2 separate regions of the Arachis hypogaea genome follow, and region 1 is linked to region 2. A link is a contact called in public Hi-C data. All regions are on one chromosome and are shown on one strand. The core of a region is the stretch at or near the end of the contact, and the rest is flanking DNA. Distances in the headings are between cores, read along the strand shown. Region 1 holds the start of LOC112801046 (chaperone protein dnaJ 16). Region 2 has its middle 12 kb from the start of LOC140184862.

Evidence for each region. A called contact is a pair of places that touch in the nucleus more often than the background predicts.
Region 1: a Hi-C map of leaf shows a contact between it and region 2, with 3 times the contacts expected there. The contact joins the promoter of LOC112801046 here to the enhancer-like site in region 2. A contact is called at or near these places in 2 of 8 Hi-C or Micro-C datasets (both in leaf).

What each region holds. Positions count from the first base shown.
Region 1 is chr5:28,527,242-28,530,377 of arahy.Tifrunner.gnm2.J5K5, forward strand. LOC112801046 (chaperone protein dnaJ 16) reads left to right here and starts at 1,366. Exons shown (of 11, transcript XM_025843573.3): 1 at 1,366-1,931; 2 at 3,078-3,136. The coding sequence starts at 1,783.
Region 2 is chr5:28,428,440-28,431,764 of arahy.Tifrunner.gnm2.J5K5, forward strand. No RefSeq gene overlaps it. Among protein-coding and RNA genes, the nearest start is that of LOC140184862, 12 kb to the left of the region's middle. Within about 2 kb of position 1,347, at least 2 of the 3 cell types and tissues checked have open chromatin away from gene starts, as enhancers often do.

The sequences.
Region 1 (3,136 bases), core at 116-2,615, 99 kb after region 2:
GTTAGAGTTGTTAGGGATCATTTTATTTCTGGTTAGAGTTGTTAGGGACTATTTTGTCTTCCGTTAGAGTTGACGGAGTTAAGGACCTAAATGGCTGACGGAATTAATTGTTAAGGACTAAGCGAGTAATTAATTTTAGTTGGGAACTAAAATGTCTGGTCCGAAATTTTTTGAGGACCAAAATGGTAAATACTCAAGAATAAAAGAGAAAGCAAAAACGAAAAAAATAAAAGGTAAAGCAAAAAATAAGTGTGGTTCTCTCTCTCATCTAAGTTAATATTCAGATTAAAAGGTAGTGGGTTAAAACATTTATAGAAACAAGTTGAAGTTGGACAAAAGAAACCTTACATTTTTATCTATATTTGTTTCTTTTATCTTGAAAAATAATAAGTTTGATGAGAAATTTTAGATATTTATTTATTTTTCTTTTATTTTCAATAAGTAAATAAACAAAAATTAAAGACCAAAATAATAATTTTTTCAAATCTTTAAGTTCTTCATCTTTTTATGCACTGAATCCTCTCTTTTTTATAGATTCCTTATTAGCATTGAAAAATGACAATTTATATTTTATAAAATAATTTTTTTAACTAAAAATAAATTATTTTAACACGATAAATAAAAAATTGTTTATATACATATATTATATTAATTATGATTTTTTTATGTTTATTTTGTTAACTATGTTATTTATATTTTTAAATTATATTTGTTATCATATTTACGAGGTTGAACAAAATATAATGGAGTATAAAACAGAATTTCTTTAGCTAATTCTAAGAAATGCTATGGTATGTTGATATTTAAAGTAAATATTTTAAAAAATAAAAATAGAAAGAATGAATATAAATTTAGTATTAATTAATTTTTTTATAAATTATGAAAAATTAAAAAATATTTATATATTTTAAATAATAATAAAATAAATAAATTTTTTATTTTTAATTAAAAAATTAAACAAAAAAATACTTCTACTAATATATAAAATGACAATCTAAGATGACTCAAGAAAAGAAAGTTGAAACAAGAAATAAAAAACGCACGGGTCTTCTGCTATTGCTAGTATTGGTATATACTCGAGAGTGGATCCTCCATTTAATTAAAATTGGATAATATGCAGTGTTTAATTTAATAATTTATTATTTTTTAATTTATTTTTGATCTTACTTATAAAATTAAAAATAAAAAATTACATTATATTTTATCAAGTATTAAAAAAATTAGAAAAGATCCATTTCGGTATATACTCTGCGTTGGTGCTTACAAATTAAAATGTTGACAATAATAATAATAATAATAATAATAATAATAATAATAATAATAATAATAATAATAATAGAAGACGTCTAGTAAAATGAAATTTCCCTTGCGAAATTTCTTTCTTTCTTTCGGGCAGGTCCTGTTGTCTTGTGTTGTTGGCTTGGTGTTGTCATTGTTCTCAATTTTTTCTTTCTTTTTTATTTTCTTTTCTCTCTCTCTCTCTCTCTCTCTCTCTCTCTCAGCTGTGGGAAGTTCCAGGTTGGAGGGGTCCATGGGGTTTCTGGATCTCATCACCACAATTTCGAAACTCTCCTTCAACCTCCTCCTTTTTCTTCAATGACTCCCCCGCCACCACTACCTCCACCACCATTCTCACCACCATTGCACGGCGCCAAAACCTGACAGCTTCTTCCTCGAACACCAAGGTAGCCAGGTAGTGGAGGAACCTCATTTCTAGGGTTTGCTATAGTAAGAAGCAGAAGACGAAACGACGCCGTTTGACTGAAAGTATTAGGAAGAAGTATGCCGGGGCATCGGTCCAAGTCGTCGGAGAAGCACGCCGACGGCGGCGGCGCCAAGCCACTCCGGCGGGACCCATACGAGGTCCTCGGCGTCTCCCGCAACTCCACCGATCAGGAAATCAAAACCGCTTACCGCAAAATGGCTCTCAAGTAAAGTCCCCTACCTCACTCTGCTTCTCCAACTAGCTTCGTATTTATTTATTTGTTTATTCAAAAATGTTCAATATTTATACTATTTCGTTTGATGTAGTTTGGATTTATAATTTTATATGCATTTTTTAAAAAATATTTTACAGGATTTTATGTATTTATTTGACATTTGAAATTTGAAATTTGAAATTTGAAATTTGAAATTAGTTTCAGCATGTTAGTACTAATATCCTTTCGACCGAAGTAATATGTTGTTGAATCTGGGATCCATGTGTTGGGAAATGAACTTCTTCACTTTTTGAATGATGTTTGATAGAAGACTGGTTTTGTTTTAATTCTCAGAGTCTCTGAGAGACTTAAGACAAAATAGAACTATGTGAAGACAGTGATTCAGCAGAGGACACGTAGTCAAGGCTAGTATTCGTTTGAGCAACGGCTTGCCGAATCTTCTACTTTGATTTTTCAAAGTCTAGGTGAAATCAATATTCGCGAGGGTGGTCTTGTTTATTTTGCTTCTTGAAGATTTGACTCAAGATCAAATATGTTTTCATTTTAGTATCGATCATTGTTGGTGGTAGTCTTTTTAACTAATATAGTGTGTTTGTGGAATTTGGTGAATAGAAGGTTGTTCTATAATCGCTAAAATATCCGTGTGCTAGAATCAAATTAAGATGATATATATTGACCTGGGAAAAAAAAAGAGAAATGGCTGGTAAAGATCATAGAATACAACATTGGGAAACGTTATCTGTTATAGGGGGAACCTTTTGTGGCAAATCTTTGCATAGTTGATTTTCAAGCCTAGATAATAGAGGAGGGTTGTGTTAGGCAATTGATAGTCAGCATAAGACTTCGTCAAATCTCCATGGCATGAAACTTGTTTATTGATCATCTAGATAAGCCCAAAATATCATTGCAAAGGTGATGTTGAATTGCTAATCTCTGCCCATGATGTCTGATTGTTTTTCATGCATTGGATATGAGCTGGATGGTTTTCAAAAAACTTACTTCCCGGAGATGTCTTGAATTAAATAATAAATCATGCCCTTTCTTGGCCACCTGATTTCTTGAATTCCCTATTTCATCGTCTTTTTAGATGAAAAGGATTGATTATTAAATTAACTGGTTAAATTTATTTCATTTCAGATATCATCCTGACAAGAATGCTAATGATCCTAAGGCAGCTGATATGTTCAAAGAGGTTA
Region 2 (3,325 bases), core at 97-2,596:
GTGGTACGCATATGCATTAATGCATGCACTTGGGTAATCATTGTCATTATTTTTAGTATGATCATATATTTAATTTCCGATACGCAATTCACAGCCTTAGTTTTCTTGGGTATTGGTGTGTGTGGATATAGGTTTCAGGTTATTATTATATATAAATATAATTAATATGTACACACATTGAATTGACCAATTCAGTCTCAGCTTTGATTCCTCTATATAGAAAGAATATAATATATATATCACTCGATGCAAAGTAATAAGATAGGATTTCTCATTTTTTACTTTTTATTAATAGCTTTCTTGCTGGATCTCAATTTCAGCTAATTTTATATGTAACTGTTGAAATAGAATAAAAATTATAACAGGTTGAAGTGTACGTGTACTATTATTTTTTGATAATTTGTATTAGTTTTATATAACTGTTATTTTTTTATTTTTTATAGTATCTCTTAGTTTGATATATTAAAGACTAATTTATTACAGATTTAAATTTTATTTAAAAATCTGCTGTTAATCAATAAGTTACTGAATTTATTTTTTTAAATTGTTATTATATAAATCTTGAATTAGTTTTATTTAAATTATCAAGCTTATTATTATATAGATTATTTTAATAAAATATAAAAGTAAGCTTTAAATATTAAATTTAAAAAATAACATGTGAGACATGTACAAAATAATCATTCATTCTCTTCGCTTAAGGGTCTTGAGTTTTTTCTGTATGTAATAAATTATGAGGGAAAAACTATTATTATTCTAAGAATAAGTATAGACTATAGAGATCAACTTTTAATTGGTTAATATTAATTAAATTTTGTTATAAAAATATGTTTTTAACCTTCATTTTCTTCTGAAGATTTAAGTATTAGAACTAGAATTCAGGATTTACTATTTATGATTTAAGACTTAAATTTTAAGATTTAGTATTTAAAATAAAAAAGTAATTAGATTAATTGATACTAACAAAAAAAATGGATTATCTAATTGCACTTTATTCTTAGGCTGGGTTCACATATTCACTTACGATTAACTTTTCTTTCTTTTCATTGTTTTTTTTTTTTTTCGTTGGAGAGGCCAGGGGAGTAATGAGGAAAGGAGTCTTTTAACTTATAATTTATAAATTGAAAACTTTGGATATATTTGATTAGGAGTAAAACTAGGATGAAATTTTGCATGAATAAATTAATATAAGAGTAAATTTATACATAAAAATGTATACTTCATTTTTAATTTTTTATCCCCAACAAAATTTATCCGGATTAAAAATTTATAGTGGTTTTAGGATGACATGTATATGTGTTTTATTTTTTGGACACGGACATTTATATGTGTTATACAAAGGAAACAAAAAGTAACAGAAGTTTCATTATAACTAAACTGTTATATTTCCTTTGACCAAAAAAAAAGAACAATTATTTCGAAGTCCAAAACTTCTACAAAGATGTCCGATTAGATTTTTGAAGCAAATGGGCTTATTCTTGTTACAACATAATTTTGTATTATTTTAAAAATATAAAAAATGGAAAAAAGAATGACACTTCGTGAGAGCCACTGTAAGCCCACTAACATTAGTATTACCCTCGTCCTATGATTCTATGATGCACGGAGGGACCTTTACATTGCTTCTTTTTTTTGTGACCTTTACGTTGCTAGAATAAAATAAATACAAAGACAAAAAACTAAACAAATAAAATAAAATAAGATAACTATTATCTTGAACGAATACTTTGTTGCTTAGTCTAGTGAGCAATAGCATTATGATGCACAATAATTGAAGAAAGAAACTTATGAAAATATGTATTGAAAAATTCAGAAAATGTAAAATATGATGGTCACACTTTTTTTCACTTCGAATCCAGAGAAATAGGATTCCTCACTCTCAAGTTGTTATTCTTTTTAACTGTCATTCTCTTCTACCTATTACAATATAACCCCTTCTTGAATATTCAAATCCTAATTAACTCATTTGGTTTTTTTTTTTTTTACAATGCTTCCCCTTTACTTCTCCATATGATAGTCTTTCATTCAATTGGGGGCCTTTCTCACTTTCTTGCCAACTAGGCCTACTTCTTTAAAAAAATTTTCAAGTTCTACAATCTCTTCAATTAAGCTGGTTTGTGCGGCTGAGCTTGGAGGGCTTGCCCTCAAGGTCCAACTCTGAAAACATATGCAACAGCTGGTCGAAGTCCACCCAAGTTGTCTCCTCCCGTGGTAAGCCTTCCCAATCCACAAGGACCTGTTCTACTTGTTTCGCATCTCTCGAGACAGAGTGCCTCCCTAAAATCACTGTAAGTGCGGGTTGAAATGCTGCAGGTGCTGCAGCCACCACCAGGGTCGCAGCCGGCAGTTCTCCATGAAACTCCTTTAGCATGGAGATATGGAAGACGGGGTGAATCCTGCTGCCAACAGGAAGCTCGAGGCGGTATACCACCTTTCCAACACGGTGCAGAATATGGTAAGGGCCAAAGAAGCATCTGTCGAGCTTTGGGTGCTCCCTATGGAAGAGGGATATTTGACAATAAGGCTTCAACTTGAGCAAAACCCAGTTCCCTTATTTGAATTCCTTATCACAACGATGCCGGTTTGCTTGTTTCTTCATGCGGGTTCTTGCTTGGTGCAAGTAGAAACCCAGCTCATCATTCAATATCTCACGGTCCTCAAAAAGAGATTGACTTCTAGCATAGGGGAAGCGCCAGGGTAGTAGCCCGGGAGTAAGTTCATGGCAAAACCGTGCAATGCCTCATGGCTGTGTCATCTATATTGCAGAGTGAAATGAGCTATTATAGCAAAATTCAGCTCAGGGAAGAAAGACAACCCATTGTTGTCGTTGCGAATGAGAGAAAGCACGTAGGTATTTCTCAAGGAAACGATTAGTAACTTCAGGCTGGCCAACACTCTACGGATGGTACGCCGTACTATAACGTAATTGGGTGCCGCTAAACTCGAAGAGGCTACGCCAGAAGTGACTGAGGGAGAGGGGGTCTTGATCAGAAACAATGATAGAGGGAAATTTGTGTAACTTAACCACTGATGCAATATAAAGACTTTCGCCACTAAACTCGCAGTGAAGCCGGCTCTCAGGGGTTCAAAATGAGCAATTTTCCTGAAGCAATCAACCACTACCATAATAGCAGTAATTGAGTAATAAAGTCCATTGAAAGTTCTGTCCATGGTCCACAGGGCACATGTAAAGGATTGAGGAGTTCTTGAGATTTGGAAGTCATGTATTTGGTAGATTGGCATGTGTTGCATTGCTGAACAAATTTTTATATATCCCTACGTAGGCCTAGCCAAAAAAATAAATCTCCAACAGCCTTATAAGCCT